Linked DNA regions of Mus musculus: regions 1 and 2 are each linked to region 3. The links are chromatin contacts, called in public Micro-C and promoter capture Hi-C maps. All regions are on one chromosome and are shown on one strand. Each heading gives the region's core, a stretch centred on a gene start, on an enhancer-like site or on the middle of the called end of the contact. The rest is flanking DNA. Distances are from core to core; before and after follow the strand shown.

Evidence for each region. Promoter capture Hi-C pulls out the DNA fragments that hold promoters and counts their contacts. Hi-C and Micro-C count contacts between places; a contact is called where the count stands out from the background.
Region 1: a contact with region 3 is called in a Micro-C map of embryonic stem cells, with 7 times the contacts expected there. The contact joins the promoter of Cacna2d3 here to the promoter of A330001L22Rik in region 3. A contact is called at or near these places in 1 of 39 promoter capture datasets (embryonic stem cells) and 4 of 484 Hi-C or Micro-C datasets (all in embryonic stem cells).
Region 2: a promoter capture Hi-C map of embryonic stem cells shows a contact between it and region 3, with 5 read pairs. The contact joins the promoter of Fezf2 here to the promoter of A330001L22Rik in region 3. A contact is called at or near these places in 2 of 39 promoter capture datasets (both in embryonic stem cells), 6 of 484 Hi-C or Micro-C datasets (all in embryonic stem cells) and 1 of 115 datasets of contacts at active chromatin or transcription factors (embryonic stem cells).

What each region holds. Positions count from the first base shown.
Region 1 is chr14:29,720,031-29,723,402 of GRCm38.p6, reverse strand. It overlaps Cacna2d3 (calcium channel, voltage-dependent, alpha2/delta subunit 3), which reads left to right and starts at 1,539. Exons shown (of 38, transcript NM_009785.1): 1 at 1,539-1,757; 2 at 2,450-2,531. The coding sequence starts at 1,636.
Region 2 is chr14:12,344,595-12,348,173 of GRCm38.p6, reverse strand. It overlaps Fezf2 (Fez family zinc finger 2), which reads left to right and starts at 2,309. Exons shown (of 5, transcript NM_080433.3): 1 at 2,309-2,587; 2 at 2,936-3,579. The coding sequence starts at 2,989.
Region 3 is chr14:21,987,585-21,991,028 of GRCm38.p6, reverse strand. A330001L22Rik (a long non-coding RNA gene) reads right to left here and starts at 1,554. Exons shown (of 2, transcript XR_001781181.2): 1 at 1-1,554. Zfp503 (zinc finger protein 503) reads left to right here and starts at 1,428. Exons shown (of 3, transcript NM_145459.3): 1 at 1,428-2,004; 2 at 2,745-3,444.

The DNA.
Region 1 (3,372 bases), core at 290-2,789, 7.7 Mb before region 3:
AAAAGCCTGGCAACGAGCCCCTCACATTCGACTCAGTAATCCAAACCGTTCACCACCAAGATAACTTTTCCGGAGACTGCTGTGAGGGAGAGCCATGCTGGATCCTAGCCGGATACTACCCCTACCCTTACTCAGTTCTCTGCAATTGAGTGCAAAGAACTAGGTAGGGTGTGGGTGTGGGGGGGGGGGAGAACCCCTGTAAATCCCAGAGGCGGAAATACATGCACATAAGGAGAACCGAGGCGGCGGGGGCGCGTTCGGAGACTAGGCGAGGTCAGGAGCGCACGGCTGCCCCAGGTCGCCCGAGTTTGCTCCGCCAGGCGAGGATGACTCAGCCTCACTCGGGTCTTTACCGTCAGCCCGCGCGAGGGCTCCACAAAGTTCCTAGTCACACCCTAGAGCTTGAACGAGGATGGGGGACAAGGTTTTTCTAAGGGTGGGGCCGCGGCAAAAGAGACATCCTGGGGCTTTCCCTGTGGGTATTCAGAAGCCTCGCCCGCGCTCAGCTGCCTCTTCCCGGGCGGGGGCTGGTGTGCGGAACCTCCGTGCTCGGAGCAATCTGAACCCCCCTCCTCCCCCCGCAGAATTAAGGGTGTCTGCCGGTCAGGTTGGACTTTCCGCTGCGTTTGCTTCCTTTCCCGCCCGGGCATCCTGGTCCCTGGGTGCACCGTGTAGCAGTGCGGACCCCGGACCCCGAGCTTCAGTAGGCTTGAAAGCACCCCGGCCCGTGGTCCGGAACGCCAGCGGTAGCTGTGCGGCCGCCGGGTGCCCGCGCCGCGACTGCAGCGCCACCCTCCGCGCTTTCCTCCAGTCGCCGCGGCGGTGGAGCAGCGATGGGCGGCCACGCCGCGGTGCACTCCCTAGAACCCGACCCCCTTGTCCCATCCCCAGCCCGTTCTGCCGCTATACGAGCCGGTCCACTGCCGCTGCCGCCGCCCGCTGGCTTCTTCCAGACTTCTGCCTCTTCCCAAGGAACCGTGAGGGGAATCGGGAGGGGGTCGCACCACCTCTAGGCTCCGCAGCCCCCCACCACAACGCCCCTGACCAGTCCCCGGGGCTCCTGACCAGATCAACTACTGGCAAAGTGTGGAGCATCGGGGTCCTCGGCCTCGCTCCCGAGCCGCCCACCCCCATTCCGCTCCGGTCGCCAGGGCCTGGGGACCGCCCGGGGCCACCCGAGAGTCGCGCCCGTGGCGGCGGACTGCGGAGTTGTAAAGAACTCAGCGGCCGCAGTGGGCCGGACCGGGCGAGGCACGAGCCGTGGCGGCCAAGGACACTTGAGTTTGCGAGTCTCCGCCCGCGAGGCGCCTCCCGCCCTCCCGCCGCGGCTCGCCGGACTCCCCGGGGCCGCCGAGGCGGGGCTGGGCAGCTGCCGCGGCAAGAGGCGCGTCTCGCTCCCTCCTCCCGCGCCTGCCTACTCCCCAGTGCTCCCTCCCGCCTCCTCTCCGCCCTCCCCTCCCCTCCCCCCGTACCCCGCTGCTTCCCCCCCCCCCCTGCTCCCCAAGTGAGCCGGGCGCGCGAGAGGCAGGAGGGGCGGCGCGCGGCGGAGCAGGCAGCCCAGCGCGCTCGCCCACCGCCCGCCCGGCGCAGCTCTCCGCGGCCGCTCCAGTCGCCGCCGCCGCCGCCGCCGCCAGGATGGCCGGGCCGGGCTCGCTGTGCTGCGCGTCCCGGGGGGCCTCGGCGCTCCTAGCCACCGCGCTTCTCTACGCCGCTCTGGGGGACGTGGTGCGCTCCGAGCAGCAGATCCCGCTCTCCGTGTAAGTGCCTGGTGTTGGGACTCCCCGGGAGGGGCGGCTAGCGCCCGAGAGAGACCCGGGGCGCCCAAGTTTGGGCGCCTGCAGGTGCGGCTGGGCAGGACCCACGGCGGGTGCGGGCCTCGCCTCTTGCACCTGCCTCTCAGCATCAGCACCCAGTGGCGGGAGACTAGGGTGGAACCTTCTCGCCCTTTCCCTGGGGCTGGGGAGTAAGACCTGGAGAGGTTCACCTCAAGTGACAGCGCCAAGTTTAGAGCCTGTTTACAGACTGCAACTTCCACGGGCTGTTTAATGGTCCCCTTTTCTGCTACCTTGCCATCCTACTTTTCCGGGAAGTGGGGTGGGGGTGGGGATGGGTGGATTTCTTCAGAGTAGTATTTGCCAGGTGATGCTCATTTTAGGTGTTTAAGTAACCAGGCAATTGTTTCTATGAAAGCCCGTGGTCTTCTTAGAGAGCCAGGCTTTACACCTTCTGAACTCCGGTGACCCCGGACCCCATCCCGCGCTGCGCTCTACATCTTGGTGCGGGTAGTTTGTAAGAGAGAGTTTTTTTTTTTTTTTTTTTTTTTAATCTTTCTTTCCTTTTTCCTTTAATGTTCTATCGCCCTGCTCTTTCAGCCACAGCCCGGTGTGTGCGCGTGTGTGACGGTGACACTGGTATTACATTTCTTCCCTCTGCTCTTTTCTCCCCATAGAGTGAAGCTGTGGGCCTCCGCTTTTGGTGGGGAGATAAAATCCATCGCTGCCAAGTACTCGGGCTCCCAGCTTCTGCAAAAGGTAAGGTTTCTGTGGTGACAGACAGCGATGATTTTTCTAGCACAGAAAATGGAGGCAGATTTAGTTTTTCCAAACAAACGTGAGCCCAGAGCTGCATCAGTTATCAGAGTAGTCTCTGATCTCCCGTTCTTGGCATTGTACTGTGCAGTGACTTCTCCCTACCAACCGGTTATTTTTAGATGACACTTGATTCCAAACACAAAGAAAAGCAGGATACTCACTCGCACTGTCCTGGCTGGGGCTCGGAAACAGTGTGTTTGCATGGCTCTTCTCGCAGTTGTTGGTATTGCTGTCTCAGTGCGAGAGCAGATGCTTCCCTGGCCAAAAGATGCTAACTTCTTCCAAGGGGCAGAATCCGGCGGGCAGCGTCTGTTTTCGGAGCCTCCACCTTGCTCGGGAGTCATAGGGTTCAGTGTATTGGCGAGATACCAGCAGCTTTGTTTGTCATCCCTGCAGTCCTACAATCCCATTATTCCCCAATCATCTAGACCCAGGGCTGGGGTGCATTGCATCATTACAGATAAGGCGAATGGATGTGGTTATCTTTCCACTCAGCTGCACTGCCGGGTAATAAGCTCTGAGAGTGGTCCACAAACTTAGGAAATTGGTCTGCGTCCATATATTTCTGTAAAGTAATGAGAATGGAGAATTGATTATTAGGCTGGTATCAGGAGTTGCATCAGTTTTAATTCAAATAGGCAGCATAAAGCTTAAAATTACATCTTGAGATATATGGCCCTCTTTATCCCCTTTAAGATAAAGAATGAGCTGGTGGGTGGGTGGGTGAGGGTGGAGACCAGAGCGGGTGAAAAGAATTTCAAGCTAGTAAACGAACCAAATT
Region 2 (3,579 bases), core at 1,060-3,559, 9.6 Mb after region 3:
TGTTCAAACCAGCATGTCTTTCAGGTGCCGCGGAGATCCATAATTGCCCAATGTGGGGAAAGGGCTGGGGTGCAAGGCTGGTGGCAAGCAGGATTCCACAGGAAAGTCGGGATAGAAATTCAGGTTTTGAGGATGCAGGTGAACTGATATTATCTCAGTCAGTGCTGGGTGAGTGGTTTGCTTCAGATTTGGTGGGAGAGAAGGGTCATCTATAAGTTTGTCATTTACATAGAGATGGGGGACATTGGGTGTGGACTTACATCCCCCGTGGGAATGTCTTAAATTGAATGGGCGGTGTGAAAATATTCTTCTCCAGTTGGGCAGGACTCTAGCTTTGATACCTGGAAGTTTCAGCTTTGTGTGTGTGGTGGTGGATATTAAGGAGACAGACTCATAATTGCTGAATTTGAGGACAGTTTCAGAGTTTGGCAGGATGAGATTATTAGTCTATCATAGACCATTTCCACTGTCACTTCTCCTTGGAGATCTCTGTCTGTTGGCCCCCACCCCCACCCGTTCCCCAGCTATACTTTTCTTTTCTCTACCTGCTCCATCCACACCTGATCTGAAATGGCCATCGGAGGAGACACAGCTAGATAGGTGGATGGAAGGAAAGAGTTTTGCCGAGGATAGGATGTTGTTCGGCTGCAGTCCAAACTAGAGCTTTGCTCGTCCGTCTGGCGTTGGATGGACAGTTTTCCCTGGGATGGGTAGTAGTGGGCCGGGGATCAGATGGACACTCAGCTGCAAACGGAGAAGAGGGTTTGCCTTCACCGGCACTTTCCCCGGCTCCGCTGATGCTATATCTCTGGAGAAGGAATTGACTATCAAACCCTCAACCCTGTTTGCTCATATTATACCCACCGTAATCCTCTTAAACTGCCTTTGCGGCTACAAAGCTCTTGGTCTTGCAAAAGCCGGCTGGCAAGATATAATTGTCCGACGAACAAAAACAGCCAAAAGTTTTCAAAAACCCCATGCACAGCCCCTCTTTTCCCTAAACCTAATTCTCTCCTTCTCTAGCTAGCCCCCCCCCCCCCATAAGAACCCTCAGCCTCGACCACTTTTGTTGTCACCAAGAGCACCCGGCCTGTTGAAAGTGCTGGAGCTTCTTTGAGCAGTTTGTTGTGATACGCAGGTGGAATGGTCTGCAAACATGAATTCAGCCCCTCCAAACCCAGCGCCGAGCGCTCTGCTTTTGTGCGCCCGGCACAAAAACGCTGAATTCCTCCGAACTTACTTGGGGCCTGTCTAGAAAAGAGCCTTTTCTTCCCTCTGCTTGTACCTCTGGCCACACTAAGTCTTTGCCCGCCCCCCTTCAGACCCCCTCCTTCTCCCCTCTGATAATCCTTCTTTTTATTTTAGAAAAACACAAAACCCGGTTCCACGCGGTGCTTTAGTGGCTAAAAGTGAAAGAGCTGCCTTGGCAGAATTCAGCTCTATGAATCACTTCGGAAAATTGGTTCGACTGAATGGCCTTAGGAGGAAAAACGTTTTAATAGGATCCAGGGGAGGTTCTGCTGTTTCAATCTGCTCCTTAAACAGGTGGAGATTGGACCTTCTCAATTATACAAACAGTAAGTACCCAACAGCGGGAGAGCTGCCCTCCGAATCCTCCCCGCACGCAGCCCTAAACCAGGCGCAGAGCCTGCCTTTGCCTCTCAAACCCGATCACAAATCAGCAATTCGGATCGATTAGCTTCTCAAAGAGCCCTAGGCCTCTCAGGGCAAGAATCCCCCAGCCCTACTGAAAAAGTGGGCCAGAGAGCTGCAGGCGCACCCACCCTTCCCCAGGTCCCCAGGACCCCGGCACGCCGCCTGCCCTCCCGGACTCTTCGAGGTCGTCCTTAGGCGGCGGGGAGCTCTCTCTCGACCTCCGACGCCAGCCAAGGCGAGCTCGTTGCTTTTGCATAAATTAATATTTCCCCATTAACAAGTTCCCCCCTCCAAACGCGACGCCCGCGTCCATGCGCCACATCCTAATGAGGTAATTATCATTTGCGCGTGTTCGGGGCTGGCGCTGGCTCCGTAGGTAAATGGCAGTTTATTAGCACGGTGCCCAGTTCGGCTGCGCAGGGCTAAGGGATACTTTGGTGATTAGACGGACACCAGGGGCCCTTTGAGGTAGCGCGTCGGGGACACCCCGCCTTCCCCGCGTACCCTAAAACTGTAGGCCCCCCAAAGTTGTGAATCACCCAAGGAACTCTGCCTAGGTTTGGGTTTGGGCGGCCCCCACCTCCTTCCACCGGCAAAACCATCACGATTCTTCCCCCTCCCCCCTCCCTCTCTTCCCTCCTTCCCGATTCGCAAACCGCTCGCACTTTCCCGAAGGGAGCGCGGGCGCTAGTTGCCTCCTTTAAAGTTTGAGGGGCGGTGGCGGCGGCCGGCAGGCGCGGGGGAACGCAGGGTCCTCAACGGGAGTCGCGCCGCCGCCCATGTCATTCCACTTCAAGTGACTTCATGTGATGTCAGCTGAATGTAAAAGACAGTGATCTCACGCGGAGGGGAAGATGTTTGCCATCAAAATGTGACAGAAGAGACACGCTGCATGGCTCGGAACGCATCTCCTTGGCGGTGGGGGAAAGAGGTAAAAGCGAGGTGGTTCTTCCGGCCCTCTTTAACTTTGCTCTTTCAGTGCCCAGTTCCCAGCACGCGTGGCGAAGGCCTGGGTCCAGGGAAGGGCTGGGAGTGTTAATTTGAGACTCCTTTCTTCTACCCCTTCTCCTTTCCTTTGTACAGCCTCCCCCTTCTTCCCCCTTTCATAGTCCCAGGGCAATAGCTGGTGGGTTCCTTTGCGCGCCGGGTTAATGGGCGGTAATTTGGTACCCTTGGGTGCACTTTGTTCTGCTTCTGTTCATTTGAATGCAAATGGGTGACCGGGCCGACTAGGTGCTTATTAAATTGCGGTTTCCCCCCTGCCTTTTCCGGAATGCAGACTTAGAGGAGAGAGGCTGTGCCCTGGCCCAGCCTGGCCCAGCTTGGCGCGCCATGGCCAGCTCAGCTTCCCTGGAGACCATGGTGCCCCCGGCCTGCCCGCGCGCTGGAGCGTCACCGGCCACTTCTAAAACACTAGCTTTCTCTATCGAGCGCATCATGGCCAAGACGTCCGAGCCCCGAGCGCCTTTCGAGCCCCGGCCTGCTGCGTTAGAGGCAGACAGCAGCCAGAGCAAGAAACTGCTCAACCTCTGCTCGCCGCTGCCCTGTATGATCCCTCTCCAGCCTCTAGGCTACGAGGTGCCGTCCAAGACGCTGCTCAGTTACTCGGAGTTCTGGAAGAGCAGCCTCCGGGCGGGCGGCGGTGGAGGAGGAGGCAGCGGCGGGGGGGCCCCAGTGTGCGGCGCCAGCGGCTTGTGCAAAACCAACTGTGGCGTGTGCTGCAAGGCCGAACTGGGCCTCGCGCCTTCTGCGCTGCCCGCCGGCAGGGTCATCAAACCGCAGGTCATCAACCAGGCTGTGGGGCTGCCTGCCAGCGGCTCTCTCTACTACTTCAACTACCTGGACTCCACCGCTTACCCACCTTCGGAGCTCCTCGGAGGCCACCTTTTCCCATCCGGCCTCCTCAACGCACAGGCCCCCACT
Region 3 (3,444 bases), core at 305-2,804:
ATATATCCCCCCACACCCCCTCCAACTTCCACAGCTTACTCGGCCTTCAGAGATTTGGCCTCCCTTGAGAGGTGCGCAGGCTCAGATGCTGGTGCCTCCCCAAAGCCCGGGGAACGCAGACCCCCAGGCGCCCCCGTGCGCTCCGACCTTCGGAGTTGAGTTTTAACGCGGCAGTCGGAGCTCACGGAGCCCGGCGGCGCACACCGGTGAGCGCATGTAATCTACGTGGGACGAGAGCCATTCCACGATTCTACCAGTCTTGAAGAGCTGGGGTGGCCTCCCTTGAACTGCCCAGCGCAATGAGAAAACTACTGGAATTGGAGGAAAAGAGACAAACTGAGCCTAGAAACTGAACCCCCGGAGCGAAGAGGACACCCTAGGCCCGCGCTTGCTCCTGCTCTCCTCAGTTCTGTCCACAGCGTCAACTCTCACTCTCCAGGCCTATGAAAGAGGCCAATATGGCAGGTGGCCCAAGGCCTAGCTTCCTATGCTAGGACCACAGGAGCTGACCAGAGGGTGACACCTTTAGAGCCATACAGTGGGAGACACCGGCAGGCACTAACACCCCGCAGGCTGCAAGCAGCTTCAGAGACCTTACCCGGCAGAGTTTGGGGTTGCCATTCTGCCAAAACGTAAGCTGGACTTCTTACTCCAGAGATCATTCAGGCACCTTCACAAAGGTGCCTGTGATCTTGCCATAGTCTCACAAATTTACCTTTCTCAATTGTCGCAGGAGGATCACAAACAGCCAATGTTCTTAACACACACACACACACACACACACACACACACACACACACCAGCCCCAGCCGCTCTTCTTTCCAAATTACCATTAATCGAGTTACCATCCCATTAACTTTGCCAACCTAAGGAATCAAGGAATAAAATCAAAACTCTGTGAAAGAATACTTACGAGAAAATTATATAACTCACCCCCACCCCAGAAAGTTCTCGTTATCCGCGTGGACAGAAACAGAAGGGAAGGGGGACTGGGATGGTAGGAAAGAAATAGGCTGGCAAACAGAAGGAAAAGTCCCCTGAGCGTGCCCGGTTCAGCTCAGGGTGCGCGGTGGTCCGAACCCGGTCTCCAGGCTGGGCCCCCGCCCCTGCGCAGGGCGCAGATCGGCTCCTGGCTCCCAGCTCTCCCAGCCCCACCATTTATCAAAAGGACTTGACAACAAAAGAAGAGCTCTGCGGAAAAGTGGGGGGAGGGGAAATTCAAAGTCTCCCAAGTCCCTCCGAGCAAGGGGGTGTGTCCTCTTCTCACCCCCTTCTACTTTCTACGAGTTTCTGGGAGTAACCCCGGAGCGGACGTTATGGAAGTCGCCCAGCGGCACAGGAGTGCATACGCACTGTGCACCCAGATCCAGGTACAAGTCAGCATGCACAGCGCCTCCCCTCTTCTTTCCAAACAGCCCGAGCGACGGCGCAAATCGAGGGGAACGCCGAAGTCCCGCTCCGCTTCCCTGGAAGAACCGGTTTCCACAGGCAGCCGCCCCTCCCTCTCGCGTTCCTTCCCTCTCCTCTCCCCGCATAGGTCAGTCCTGTCTGGATGGTCTACATCATGCCGTCCAGCAGCCCGATTAAGTCCCGGCTCCCAGGACTGTCGGGATGGCCAGCGGAGGGTAGTGGCGAAGGACCCGGGAGAGGAGGAGAGCGAGCCTGAGACCTGTTTGCCTATGCACATGGTCAGGCCTCTTCTCTTGAGCTATTCAACTCTCGCTACGAACACGGGTCACAGAATTAAGGAGGTTTATTCTACAAGTAACCTCCAGAACTCGGGCTATATTTGATGGCATGGCTCTTTGGAAAGAAATTCCCGAGTCTGGGGTGGGAACACTACCGAGGTCGACAACTGGACATCCTCAAGTTACATTCCCGGGAGGGATTATGCCAGAGAGGCGGGAAACCTCCGCGTTAGACGTCGCCTCCAGCGTCGTTCTTAGGTACTCAGCAGACCCGAACTGGGCGACCCGGATTGACCGAAGCACCCAAAGGTAGAAGGTGTGTCTGTCTCCACAACCCCAAGAGGGAGTGAGCACATCCCAGGCCGGTGCTCCAGACTAGGAGTCCTGGGTGCACCTGCGCACTTTACTCTCACTATTTCATTTTCCTGACTGTGGACGCCCCTTTCCCCTCTTTCTTTTTCTTACACACCCTCCACACACACAAACACACACACAGGTGCCAGGAGGCTGCTGCTCTTTCCCCCTCCTTCAGTTTCTTCTCGGTCTCTTCCTTCCTCTGTCTCACTCTAGGTCTCTCTTTTTCCCTTCAAGTCTCACCCGCCTTGTAATCAGCAACAAAAGCTGACATAAATCACGGGCAGATTGACAAGAGCTGACAAATAACTGATTGATTGCGGTCGAGGCACATTGACAATTGATGGAGGGGTGGAGATGCCCAGAGAAACAGGGGGTGCGGGGGGGGGGGAGAGTAGCAAGACGAAAGCAAGAATGGGGGGGGGGCTGAAGTGTGAAACAGGGGAAACATGTGACCCCCCGCTCAAGCCCCAATCTGAGCGTCCTTCGGTGTCACGTGACCGGGAAGGGCGGAGAGCCCGGCGCACGTCGCGAGGACGAGCAGCCACCGCCTCCGTTGCCCTTCTAGCTTCTGGTTTCTCTGCTGCTGAACCTCTGGAAATCCAAGCGGGCGGGCAGACTTTCTGCAGCATCGACTTTCCTTACCCGGGTGGCCGCGCCACGCAAAATCTTAATTTCTGAAAAGATTTTTTTTGTATACAGGCTCCCACTCATCCCTGGAGTTGACTGTTCAGCAGGTATCCACATTACCGCCTGCGTTTCTTCTCCCGAAGTCTGTTAACACTCCCTCCCTCCAAAGGTTTCAGTTTGTTTTCCTGCTGGGAAAACGAAGAACGACGAAGAGAAAAAAGAAGGAAGGCGGTAGATGACAAACGTAGAATAAATGTCCATCTCGTCCGGGTAGCGAAATCGAGGGAGGGGACAAGCCGAGGGGCGGCGAAGAGGGAGCTGCCCATTAAAACCAGCTCTGAGATTCCTGGCGGTGGCGGCGGCGCGGGACGCGTCACATCCCCTTGACCCTCCAATCACCTCGGGCTCCCATTTGATTGGAAGGCGGCAAAGGCTTTAATCTCCCCCTCGGTGCAGCTGCTTTTGAAGTGAGTTTCCTCGCCAGAGCCCGGGCTGGACAAGCAGCGACACACATCGCAGAGCGCAGCGCCGGCTCGGGGCCGGGAGAGCGCAGCGCAGGGCGCAGCCCGAGGCAGACACCGCGCACCGCGGGGACACTCCCGCAGTCTGTCCTGCTCTTCTAGCCCCATCACGGCTCCGCTGCGGGCCACCCAGGATTATTCGCTTCTGGCTCCCGGCGGCGAGAAAGCGCGCGGGGCTCCCGCGTCCGCCGCGCCAGCTCCTCCTCCAGCTGCTCCCGCTCCCCGGGCGAGCGCGCAGCCCCGAGCCCGCC